Regions from separate parts of the Cricetulus griseus genome. Here region 2 is linked to region 1. Evidence: chromatin contacts called from public Hi-C data. All regions are on one chromosome and are shown on one strand. Each heading gives the region's core, a stretch centred on a gene start, on an enhancer-like site or on the middle of the called end of the contact. The rest is flanking DNA. Distances are from core to core; before and after follow the strand shown. Region 1 holds the start of Pard3 (partitioning defective 3 homolog). Region 2 overlaps Pard3 (partitioning defective 3 homolog).

Evidence for each region. A called contact is a pair of places that touch in the nucleus more often than the background predicts.
Region 2: a contact with region 1 is called in a Hi-C map of fibroblasts, with 2.8 times the contacts expected there. The contact joins the enhancer-like site here to the promoter of Pard3 in region 1. A contact is called at or near these places in 2 of 8 Hi-C or Micro-C datasets (the CHK-Q cell line and fibroblasts).

The regions. Positions count from the first base shown.
Region 1 is chr3:203,905,451-203,911,748 of CriGri-PICRH-1.0, forward strand. Pard3 (partitioning defective 3 homolog) reads left to right here and starts at 2,362. Exons shown (of 24, transcript XM_027404778.2): 1 at 2,362-2,614. The coding sequence starts at 2,495.
Region 2 is chr3:204,016,111-204,021,975 of CriGri-PICRH-1.0, forward strand. All of the region lies in intron 2 of Pard3 (partitioning defective 3 homolog), which reads left to right. Among named protein-coding and RNA genes, the nearest start is that of Pard3, 110 kb to the left of the region's middle. Within about 2 kb of position 2,466, at least 2 of the 6 cell types and tissues checked have open chromatin away from gene starts, as enhancers often do.

The sequences.
Region 1 (6,298 bases), core at 1,112-3,611:
CATTCTACTAGCTATATCCCCAGACCTTGCCTAGTTATTTCTCCAACTTCAAGATTTCCTTGCTTATCTCTCCCCAGTCATTTGCTATCACAGCTTAGGCTTTGTTAGCACCCTTTACATCAAGACCAGTAGACTCTGCTGCTGTAACATGCTCCACTCAGTAGCAGGTATTAAGACTTTTAGTATGTAATTTTGTTTGATCCTCACAATTTATGAAATGGATCTCATCAACTTCCTTCCTCATCTAGAAAAGGCAAGGCTGTGAACATCAATGAAATTAATTATAACAATGTAGTTTCTTTAACCAAAGATACTATGTATTGCCATTTCAATGTCTAGAAATAGTAATGAGATGCCATATAGAAATAGTATGAGTACACACTGATAGACAAGTTCAAAGATGAAGTCATATAGAAGGCATTAGTGCTTAAATTTAGATCTGAACCTAGGTTAGTGCCATGTTTTTGTTTTTGGCTTTTATGACACCCATTCTCAACTTTATACTCCTCCCATGTGTAAAAACAGAAACATGATTTCTAACTAATTATTCATAATTATTGTGGGCTCAAGTATTATTATTATTATTATTATTATTATTATTATTATTATTATTATTACTCTGTGTGTGTGTGTGTGTGTGTGTGTGTGTGTGTGTGTGTGTGTGAAGGTCGGAGGACAACTTTCAGGGGCAGTTCTCTCTTTCCACTATGTAGGTTCTAAGGTTGGAATTTAGGTAGTCTTGGTGGCAGGTGCCCTAACAGGTTGAGCCATCTTGCTGGCCCAACGATCCAAGTACTGATAATGTCTGAAGCAAGGAAACGGCCGCAGGAGTTACTGGCATAGCATGACTGGTACAGTCACTGATAGACAAGTTCAAAGATGAAGCCATATAGAAGTAGTATGAGTCCCAGGGCCGTGCTCATTCAAGCATTCTCCTGTGGGCTTGTGAGGGTGCCTTCTTGACAAACGTTGGAGGGGAGGATGCATGATGGCATCATTTGCTGGGACCGGTGATCATCGAGTGGCTTGAGAGCAGTCAGACCTAGAGTCTAAAAGTCAAGGAGAATGTGCAGGATTCCAAAAAGCCGAGGAACTTCTCTGTTTTATTTATTACTTTAAAAAGGGAGGGGGAATGGATGGACGATCCCCAGAGCCAGCTTTAAGTGCTCAAGTTCATCTGGGGCTCACAGGCTCTTTAACGGGCTCAGAAATCTGCAAATTAACTGCCAAAATTAACTTTCTGCATAGTATGGGACAAACGCAGGCCAACAGTGACTCTCTTGAAGTTTGCCATTCTTTGAAGACAACGTGTACACATTTATTTAGAGCCACATCTTACAAGACAGAAATCAGCTTTAGCCATTCTCTAGACTTGGTCCATGTTGTTATTAAACACCTTAGAGTGTGGGTATCATCCACTCCCTATGGAGTTGGGGGTGTGTTAGTGCCTGAGTTATGAGCCAGCCTATAGAGGGAATATCCAAGAACAGTTTCCCTCTCTGAGCGTCCGGACTGTATTTTTCAGAGGGTTGTGTTAAGTTGCTTAGACTGAAGAATTGTCAAGAAACAAATATATTTGAACTGCGGTTTTAAGTCCTACTTATTTAAACAAGTGGGTCACCAAGAAACTTTTAGGTAAATAGTGGCCTCAAGAGGAAGTACCAGGGCGTCCAAGCGTCTCCAACTCTCTCGGGAGCTGCCAATTAATCTTTGCTACAGAACAGCGCCGCCCTGCTTTGCACCGGAGCCAGGCTCTTAGGACAGAAAGTCTGCCTTGCTGCGGACAGAAAGAGACCTAGCCCGGAGCTTCGTCCACAGTCGAGTCCCTATCCTCCCCGGGGCTACTCGGTGGCTGCTGGCCTCCAGAGGCGTCCCTGAGCCTAAACTGCTTTCTCCCAGGAAGGGGATTAAAAGTCACAAAGAAAGGGAGGGGACCTCGGTGGAGCCCTTGGGGGCGTGGGTGGGGCGTCCCTCAGTGGGCCTCGCCTCAGCTCTACAGTAAGTGGGCCGGAGGAGGACGCGCCCTTCCCAGCGCTAGCCCAGGCACAGCGCCGCGGGCTGCGATGCGCATCGCCGTGCGGTGACCCAAGCGGCCGGGCAGCGGCCGAGGCCTCCCGGGCGCCCCGCCCTGCGCCTCCTCCTGCCGCCTGCGCGCGGTGCTGTGCGCCCGGCCCGCCGCTGCTCCTCCTCCCTGCCTCGCGGTCCCCTCCTCGGAGTCCCAACAGAGCGCGAGCGCCACACGGCCCCGGGCCGCCGCCGAGCGCGCCAAGACGCCAAGACGCCGAACAGGTGGCCAGAGTCTGCAAGCGCCCAGGCGGGGGACAGGCGAGAACAGGCGAAGGCGGCCGGGCTGGACATGGTAACCGGACGGCCCCGTGCCGCCGTCTGCTCGCGCCCCTAGCCGCCGGCGCGCCGGCGCAGCGGCCCCACCGCGCCCTGCGTACAGTCGCCGGGCCCAGCGCCGCTCCGGCCACGGCCAGCGAGGGACGGCGGCATGAAAGTGACCGTGTGCTTCGGGAGGACCCGGGTGGTCGTGCCGTGTGGAGATGGCCGCATGAAAGTTTTCAGCCTCATCCAGCAGGCGGTGACCCGCTACCGGAAGGCCGTGGCCAAGGTAAGTGGCCTGGGGCGCGCGGCGGGGAGCGGACGGGGAAGGCGCGGGGATCAATATGGCGCTTCCTGGAGACGGAGGAGGGAGACCGGGAGGCGGGGAAAGGGAAAGTGCGGCAGTCGGGCTGCCTCATAGGCGCCCCCCGGCCCGGACCTGCGGCTTAAAGTTCTCGGCGCGCTCAGGCTGGGCCGTGATCGCCACCCGCACAGTCCCTGGACACTGCCTGTGTCCTCTGGGCTTCGGAGTGGGCGGCTCGGCGCCCGGAGCCGGCACCGGGAGAGGCAGAGTGCGGCACGCGGGAGGCGCGGCGTAGCTTGGCGGGGCGCCTTTGCCCGGCCGACCGCGGGCCCTGGCACTCCAGCTCCAGGCCTCTCCCCAAGCAGGCCTGTCGCGGAGGGTTGGCCACGGAACTTTGGGGGTGTGAAAAGAGTTGGGTGATTCCGTGCACGCGGGAGCCGCAGCCGGGCCGGGGGTCTTCTGTGTTCTTGCGGGATCTCGGGGTCGCGCAGGCAGCCCTGGTTGGGTCGGCCCGGCTCCTGGACTCCGGTGGGGGCCATGGAGTGGCTCCGGTGTTTGGCTCCTTTAAGCACCTCAGCATGTACTCGCTTGTGGAGTCAGAACACCCTCCGAACCTCCATCCTTACCTCGCGGGATGTGCTCGGGTGCGGAGCCGGGGCTGCACAGGGCCTGGGGGTCGGAGGAGGGTCGGTTCTCTCTTTTCCTGCTGGAGTAGTAACATTGTCTCCCTTAAACCGCATTCCTCCATAATGGGGCAGAAGTGGAAGGGTGTTTTGTTAGATTGTTTTACCCTCTGTTTGACAACAGCCCACGCTGAAGTTTCGCTCTAGCACCTGAGGATATTTCCTTTGTACCAGAGTGGAATGTGTTCCCTTTGGTATTTCCCGTCTGTTGTCTGTTCCGTAGTGGAGTGGCCTGCCGTCTGTGACTTCAGAACAAGCGAGAGGGGGAAGGTGGCTTTGTCTGCCTAAGTCGCCGAATGCTTATGGGCCACCCTCCATTTTTCTCTAAAATAAAGAAAGGACAAAATGGTTATACCTTTGTTTTATTTTGCTTTTACTCTGTGTTTGAAAAATAACAAAATTGTCCCTATAAGGAAACTGGGGGATGGTTAGGAATCTGATACAGGGATAGGAGATGCTGAGTTCAACAGCTGTAAGTGTTCTTCCAGTTGGTCGAATTCATTAAAAAATCAAACAACGTTTGTGGTAATTGGGCACCTGTTTATCTTGTAAAGCTGACAAGAGGGGAAATCCTCTGTAACTTCACACTTAAGTGTTTTAAGCATCATTTCTGATTGACAGTTAGTTGATGGTTTAATGTTGTAAGGGAATAACCAGGTTGTCTTTGTACTCTGAAGACCAACATTGTTAGGGGGGGAGGGGGGTGGCAGTAACATACAGGGCATAGAAGTGTGCCGATGCTGTTGCCCTCTGCTTTGCCGATTTTGTTTGTAAAACTAGCCATGTTGCATCTTGCACACCCCGGGTAACGGTCAAGTTGCTGTTGGGGGAATACACAGGTAACTGATTGGCCGAATTCTTAAATTTTTTCATAGAAATTAAGCATTTCCTATCACAGGTCAAATTAAGCACTTATTGTGTTGTGTGTGCTAGGCATTTAAGGGACTGCTTCTTTGTAGAATATGAACTGGGAAATATCTAAAACAAGATTCTGTGATCCCTCAGGTTAAGGCAGTTGTGGTGTGGCTTATCTGTGCTGTGGGAAAAAGATGTCTCTTGGATGTTGGATGGATGGAGTTGAGCACCCTTGTTGATATATGTGGCCTGTTCTTCACAATCAGCAGTGGCTATTTCATAGTGAAGGATCAGGGGTAGGGAAGAGGTCACAGAAAGAGCAGGACTAAATAGTAATTGAGATGACCACGTGGGAAAAAGGAAGGAAGGGAGAGGGATTGCTAGAGATAAGAGAGTGGAGGATGATTTACTGGTTTCGAAAAAGCTCAGTTTAGGAGGTGCTGTGTGTGTGTGTGTGTGTGTGTGTGTGTGTGTGTGTGTGTGTGTGTGTTTAGAATTCAGAGGTCATTGTTGGGTGTCTTTCTCAGTCTCCCTCACTTTCTTTTTTGAGATGGAGACTTACTGAACCTGGAATTCCAGGTCAGCCAGGGCTAAATAGCTCCCCCACCCCATAGATTTTGCAGTATTTGGATCACAAGTTGACTCATAAGTATACAAAAGGCTGGACTTGATGGCACATAGCTTTATCCCAGAACTTGAAGGCTGAGGCAGGTCTATCTCTGTGAAGTCAAGACCAGCCTCATCTATAGAGCAAGCTCTAGGCCACCCAAGGCTAGGCTACATAGTGAGACCCTGCCTTAAAAAAAAAAAAAAAAAGCCCAAACAAGCCAAAAACCAAATCAACCAAGCAATGGCTCGCTCAGCAGCTAACTGCACTGGCTGCTCTTCCAGAGGACCTGGGTTGGATTCTCAGCACCCTCATTAAGGTGGCTCACAGCCATGTGTAACTCCAGTCCCAGGGAATCTAATGCCCTTCTGGTCTCAGCAAGCACTACATGAATGTGGTACATGCAGACAAAACATCCATACACATAAAATAAACAGATTAACTGAAAAGCTGCTTCATCCATTTGTTGTTTTTCCTCTTGGTTGGTTAGGTAATCACTGAGATTAATCTTTAGCCTTTCACACTTCTCCCATTAGGTCATTAGGGAGCAAACACATCAGCACTGTTAGTGTTGCAACTTCTGTTCTCTTATTTCTTCTGCTTAATAAGACAGGATAGATTCTGTGTGAAGAACTGGGTAGCCAGGTAGTGGTAAAATCTTGCTTAGGTTGCTAGGTGACAGGAGACATGATGAACTACCATCTGCTGGGGAAAAATGTCAGGCAGAGCATGTTCAATGTATGAAAACCCATGAAGCAGAAGAAAAAAGAAGGAAAAGCTGAACAGAAAAGCCAAGTTTTCTATGCACTAAGCACTTTGTGGTATGGTGGTGTGAATTTTCTGGCATTCTGTTTGCGTTATTTGAGCTGTTTTCTCTGTAGGTTGAACAAATCAATTTCTGGCCAGGAAAATGCCATGTTTTAGCACCAGATATGCCCTTAAGAAGCTAGTGTTAGACCACTTACCCTTAGTCATGTGCAATCTGTCTCTATCTGTCCATCCATCTGTATGTCAATCTATCCATATTCTGTCTGTTCGTTCATCCATCTATCTATTCCTATCTATCTATCTATCAATCATCAGTTTTTCAAGACAGGGTTTCTCTGTGTAACAGCTCTCCCTGTTCTGTAACTTGCTCTGTAGACCAAGCCAGCCTTGAACTCACAGAGATCTATCTACCTGACTCTGCCTCCTGAGTGCTGCTGAGATTAAAGGTATGAGCCACCATTGCCCAGCTGTAATCTATATTTTTACGCTAGTGTAATAACATTTTTGTTGTCACATGTTGATGGACTAAAATGACTATTTGTCCTCATTTACCTACCATCATCAAGACTCAGTTTGAGTATTTGCTGTGCTAGATATTGAGAACCAGGTTATGTGTATGCTTTTGAGTGTGTCCAATTGGAGGATCATTTGTGTCTTTCTGTACTCAGAGCCTTACCATTTCTGGTAAGCACAGAACCTTAGCTTTAAACATGGGGTTTATTGTAGGAAAGCTGTGCAATAATGCCGTGCTCTGGA
Region 2 (5,865 bases), core at 1,216-3,715, 110 kb after region 1:
AAGAGGGAGTCAGATTCCTTGAAACTGCAGTTAAGGGTTGTTGTGAGCCATCATATGGGTGTTAGAACTCAACTCCATTCTTCTGCAACAGCAACAAGTGCTCTTAACTACTGAGCCATCTATCAGCCCTTAAGTTTTATATAGTTCTTTTTTTTATGTTGGTATAATCACATTTTTGTTATAAATCTTCATAGAATTCATTGCTTTATAAAGACATCTCCAGTTTCTCATTTCTACCTGCTTCCCCTTCTCCTTCTGGGAACCCCAAGAATGTCCCTTAGGTGTGGCATAACTAGGTAAGAACTCTCCCCTCAGCCCTCATATCTCCCTTGCATGACCTTCTTGGAGAGAACACAAACGGAGCCTTCCTTCCCTTGCCAGGTCTGAGGAAGGGTGTCCTAGAGTCAGAGTGCATGGTAATTGTGTATTCTTAATTCTGCCTTTCTCTTCATATAATGTGTACACTTGAACGTCTCACTATCCATTTCTCATTCACTGGGGGAGGAGAAGGTTCTCAGAACTTAAGTCCAGTGGTCCTACGAAGAGGCCCTGCAGCAAGGAGGGAGCTGTGTTGGGATATGAAGAGCCCCTGCTGTCTTGTGGCCGGCAAGCTAGAGACTTCCTTGACTCTGATGGATTTACTCAGCCAATGCCAGGGTGTGTTGCTACACCCACTTTTAGTCTTGACAAACTACCAAGCCTGTTTAACTGGTGAAGGGTGTTTTAATTTGGTGCTTTGGGGGCTGTCCCTCGAAGATCTGAGATCCACGGCGCTCTGTGTATTCTCGGCCAACTTCCAGGGAGGATTGATATTGTGTGGAGCAGCTGGAGCCTCTCCTCCCCCTGTTTCAGGCTGGTGTTCCTTTCTGATCACCAGGGAAATAGTAGACTGGATGTTTGGAGTTTGAGGACTCTGGGGCATAATTTTGTTCTGTACTTAAATTTGCATTCTGGGACATCTTGGCTTTTCACCCCCTACCTGATGGCTAGAAATGGCAGTCCAAGCCAGCCAGAAACGTACAGGGAAGTATTTCTCCTTCTCTGGTGCCTCCAGGAAGGACTCAGTGAAGGCCCTGCGGCTGTCAGGGTCTTTGAACCTCAAAAGAGCCACTTCAAGAGTCAGCAAAAGACAGGTTGGTACAGAACTCTCTGACCCCTTTGAACTTCCTTAAGAATTCAAAAAAAAAAAAAAAAAAACCTCTTGTTCTTCTCTGTGTTTATTCCTTAACATTCTTGGAAAAAAGCTTCTGAGTTAATTTTAACACTGCTGTCTTCAAAGTCTTACTGATGTTTTCTGTGCTCCCGGTTTCTGTATGGATGTGTGTGATTGTATATCTATTCGTTTCTTAACCAAGTGTCAAAGTTGTGTCTTACAAATAACACTTGTCATGATACAAGAGGATTCCAGTTTCTCATGTGTAATCTCCCAAACATGACTTTAAGGGATATATTTATGTCACCAAAACATCCTGCAAAAAAGGATTAGGTAACTTTTACAAGCAGCAAAATGCTGGAATAAAGTAAGTCAGTGTGTTCACTTTCATAGAAGCCGTATTTCATAGAGTTGTAATATAGTTCATTCCTTCTTTCAAAGTATTGAATGAAAATAATACGAAGTAGGTGGGGCTGTGCTTTCTTGACATTTTTGTTTTAACTGTTTGTATGCCATTCTGTACATTGAGACTGTTCAAGCAAGATGAGCTTGCTCTTCATTCAGCTGTGTAGTGAAGCTTCTCTGGTCCCTGGTTCCTTGTTGGGTGGTGTCTGTCTATTTTGGGCTCAGCTTCTCAGTATCCACCAAGCCAGTGCTGCCTGCCTTCTGCTCAGTCTTGGGTATTTTCCCTTTTCTCCTTCCTCCCCTATTTCCTTTACTGTCACAGAGGCCATCTGTATGCTGGAATCGAGTCAGGAGATGTTCTGAATCCTATTTATTTTACTTTTTGAGAAATGATCTCATGTAACCCAGATTGACCTGAAACTCTATGGAAATTGAGGATGGCCTTCAACTTCTAATCCTTCTGCCTACACCTCCCAAGTTCTGGGGTTGTGGGTGTGGGCCACCACTCCCATTTTATGTAGCTTCTTGTATGCTAGACAAGCACTACCAACTGAGTTACAGCCTCAGCCTTCTAATTATTTTATAAATAAATTATTCACATATAAAATGTTTATAAATATTTTATGAACAAACAATGATTTTGTAAAGTTAGCAGAAATCGCAATAGCAGATGTTTTGCAGTTAAATATTTTTAGCATTCCTGATTTATTTCTACTGATAATATTTTGAGTGGATCAGTGTAACTTGATGAATCATAAAACCTGCTATTTATTTATTTAAATAATTAAGCCTTCTACACAGAGTACATGGAATGTAACAGTAATGAGGAAATCAAGGCTTAGCCTCAAAGCATCATTGGTAATTCCATTGGCCGAGGTTTTCTCCTCTGGCTAACAGGAAGTGAAACTGCTTGACCCTGAGGTGCAGGTCTGTGGGCTGGTATTTGACACCCGAGTGTTTTGGTTTCAGTACAGTAGTCTGGAAAGGAGTCCATCGTTGCTTTGTGGCAGCTGCTGCCAGCCTCCAGTCCTGTCATAATCCGGTTTGTTAATTAAACTGTACTGTGCACTTCTAACTCCCTGCCCCAAGCCTTCTCATTGCTCATCCCAGAGGTAATGGTGGCATTGTCCTGCTCTTGTAAAACACACTTGCAAACGATTAAATTCTGAGCTGTTAGCAAGATGGTGTTAATTTTCATCATAAATATGAGATGTGGCTTTTGGAAGGTTGCATGAGGACATTGGTTGACAGGAAACACCTTTGTGAAGACATGGGGTATTTTGTTTCTGACAGTACAGAACCCTGGCGAAAGAGAAAGGCACCCCTCTCCAGAGCATAGTTTCTTGCCAGGAGCCAGCATGTGGCTTATAGAATGCTAAGGTTGGAATTTGTTTTGTATACATTCCAGGGAAAAGGAGGTGTGGTTATAAAAGCATAGTGCTCCCTCAGGTTTGTCAAGAACATTGAGATCATGAATTAAATGGAAAAAGACAGCTTCTGGTGGTACCAGTCTGTAGTCCTAGCGTTCTGATGAGTGCCCAAAGCCAGCCTGGGCTGCATAGTGAGGTCCCTGTATCCTAGCAGAAGTGGACTTGGCTAACTTGACAACCCCAGGAGAGACTAACATCACATGTGGGAACAGTGTCCTAGGTGAAGATGGGGTGGGTTTATTTTATAGAATGTCTGGTCAAAGTTCTCAGCAAAATCTGAAAGTAGTTTTTTAAATTTTTATATTTGTTTATTTTATGTGTATGAGTGTTTGGCTTGCTTGTATGTATGTAATTTGTTTTTTGGTACCTGTGGAGGTCCGGAGAGGGAACTGGTGGTTAGGATTGTTGTAAGTCACCATGTGGGTGCTAGGAACCAAACTCCGGAAGAGCATCTAGTGTTCTTAACCACTAAGCCATCTCTCTAGCTCCCTTATTTAACTTTCAAACCCCTTTGTCCCAACACAATAGAGGTTTGGGATTTTGTTCTTATATATAAGTATATATAGACTCTATGAAGACAGCATACCCAAGTGTGTTGTCTTATGATTGTCCCTGTAACTTAAAAGCGATATGGAATAGACTTATAGTAAGTTGGTATAGCTTTGTACCATAATGATATTATTTTTAAAGATTTAATTATTGTGTCTCTGTGTGTATTTGTACATGCACGTGCACACATGTGCGCACACCTGCCCATGTGCATATATATCTGTGTACCTTGTGTGCAGTGCCCTCAGAAACCAGAAGAGGATGTCAGAACCTGGAACTGGAGTTAGGGATGACTGCTAGTTGCTGGATGCTGAGAACTGAAGCCTGCTCCTTTAAAAGAGCAGCCAATGCTTATCAGCAGAGCCATCTCTAACTCCCACAGTTATATTTTTATAAGTCTTTATCTCCACTGTGGATACTGCCACTTGTAGTTGATGAAAAATGAAGATGAATAGACCTGCAAAGTACTGCACTATGTGTCATAGAACACTAGAGCGTATATTCGATGGCTAAATGTCCTATTAGGAAGCTACTTGCCAAGAATATATGCAAGTATGTTTTCTTGTTTTATAAAGTGACAGTAATTTTATCTGCCCTTTTCATTTGTAAAAGAAATGACTTAGACTCTTAAATCAACCATGTAAGTGTGGCTTTTCTTCTCTGGCAAAATTACCTCCTGGTCCTAGAAGAAAAGGTGGTACTGCCAGCTGATGTCTACCTGACCTACAAGAGAAATGTGTTCTTGATGAGTCTTGCAACACTATTGTTTTGTTGTGTAAATATTAAGATAATATGAAACTAATTATCTACATACTAATGTGTTGTACTTGGAATTTTTGCTTCCTTAGCAACTTCAGTTAATGTGGTTTCTAAATTTGTATAGTTTTTCAAGGGTAACATCTAATCTTTTAAATATTTAATTTTGGCTTTCCCACAGGCAATTAGGTAAAAATGTACATTTATCAACAGTACTCAGACAGTTTAAGCCACTGCCCCAAACAGATGTGAAATACTTGCTTCCCTCTGATTACTTTATGGCAGATACTCTTTGGTCTAAAACTAAGCTTTCCTTCTTGAGAAATCCCCAGTTTTTAACCCTCATTAGAGTGACCTAGTTCTAGGTGGGGGTCGTTTTTACCAGGAAACTGTGAATCGGCTGAAATGGGGTATAAAAAGTGAAGGAAAAGAACTAATAATGTAATTTCATTCTTTTGAACTACGATTTCCTGGCGTAGCATACACAAAATCCTGGACTCAGTCCCCAGCATCACATTAATTGGGTGTGGTGGTGCAGGCCTGTAATTCTAGGACTTGAAACCAGCAATTCAAGGTCATTCTCTACTACATGGTGGGTTTGAGGCCAGCATGGAATAGGTGAGACCTTGTCTCCAAAACAAACACCTCCACTTTCCAGAAACTATGATGTCTTGATTTTAGTATTAACTCTTCAGCATCTCGGCTCATGCTGCAGACAGTTATTGACCTGGCTGCTCATGCCTGTAGCATAGCCACACTTCCTTCTCTAGCCACTACCTGGTCAATATTGGCAAAATATTTATAAACATTCAGTTTCGTGTTTATAAAGGAATGCATAGGGATTCACTGAATGACTCCTCTTTTATGCAGTCCTGCAGAATTATACCATAAAAGCAAAAAAAAAAAAAAAAAAAAAAGGTTCATGGTCATGGTAACAATTTTAAAGGCTAGAAGGAACCCTAGAACTGTGCAGATGCTCATTTTTCAGTGGAAGCAGCTTGGAACCAGGTGCTCTGGATTCAGCTGTGCCTGTAGTGAAGCTTCTCCTGGCACAAGCCCTGCGTTCCTTGCTGGGTGGGGTCTGTCGGTTTTGGGTATCAGCTTCTCAGCATCTGCTGAGCCAGTGCTGCCTGCATCCTTCTATTGCACTAAATTTATGAACAAGTGGGATTTGTGGGTAAATTCTAACCAGTCCAGCTGTAGAAATTAACAAATACTTAGAAACATCTGTCTTGGGGTTTCTGTTGCTGAAATGAAACATCTTGACCAAAAAGCAAGTTAGAGAGGAAAGGGTTTATTTGGCTTATTCTTTCTTATTAACTGTTCATCATTAAAGTTAGGACAGGAACTCAAGTAGGGCAGGAACCTGGAGACAGAAGCTGATGTAGATAGAGACCATGGAGAGGGGCTGCTTACTGGTTTGCTCTCCATAGCGTGCTCAGCCTGCTTTCTTATAGAATCCAGGACCACAAGCCCAAGGACGGTACCCACCCACCATGGGGGGGGGTCCCTTCCCTATCAATCACTAATTAAGAAAATGCCTTGCAGCTGGATCTTTATGGCGGTATTTTC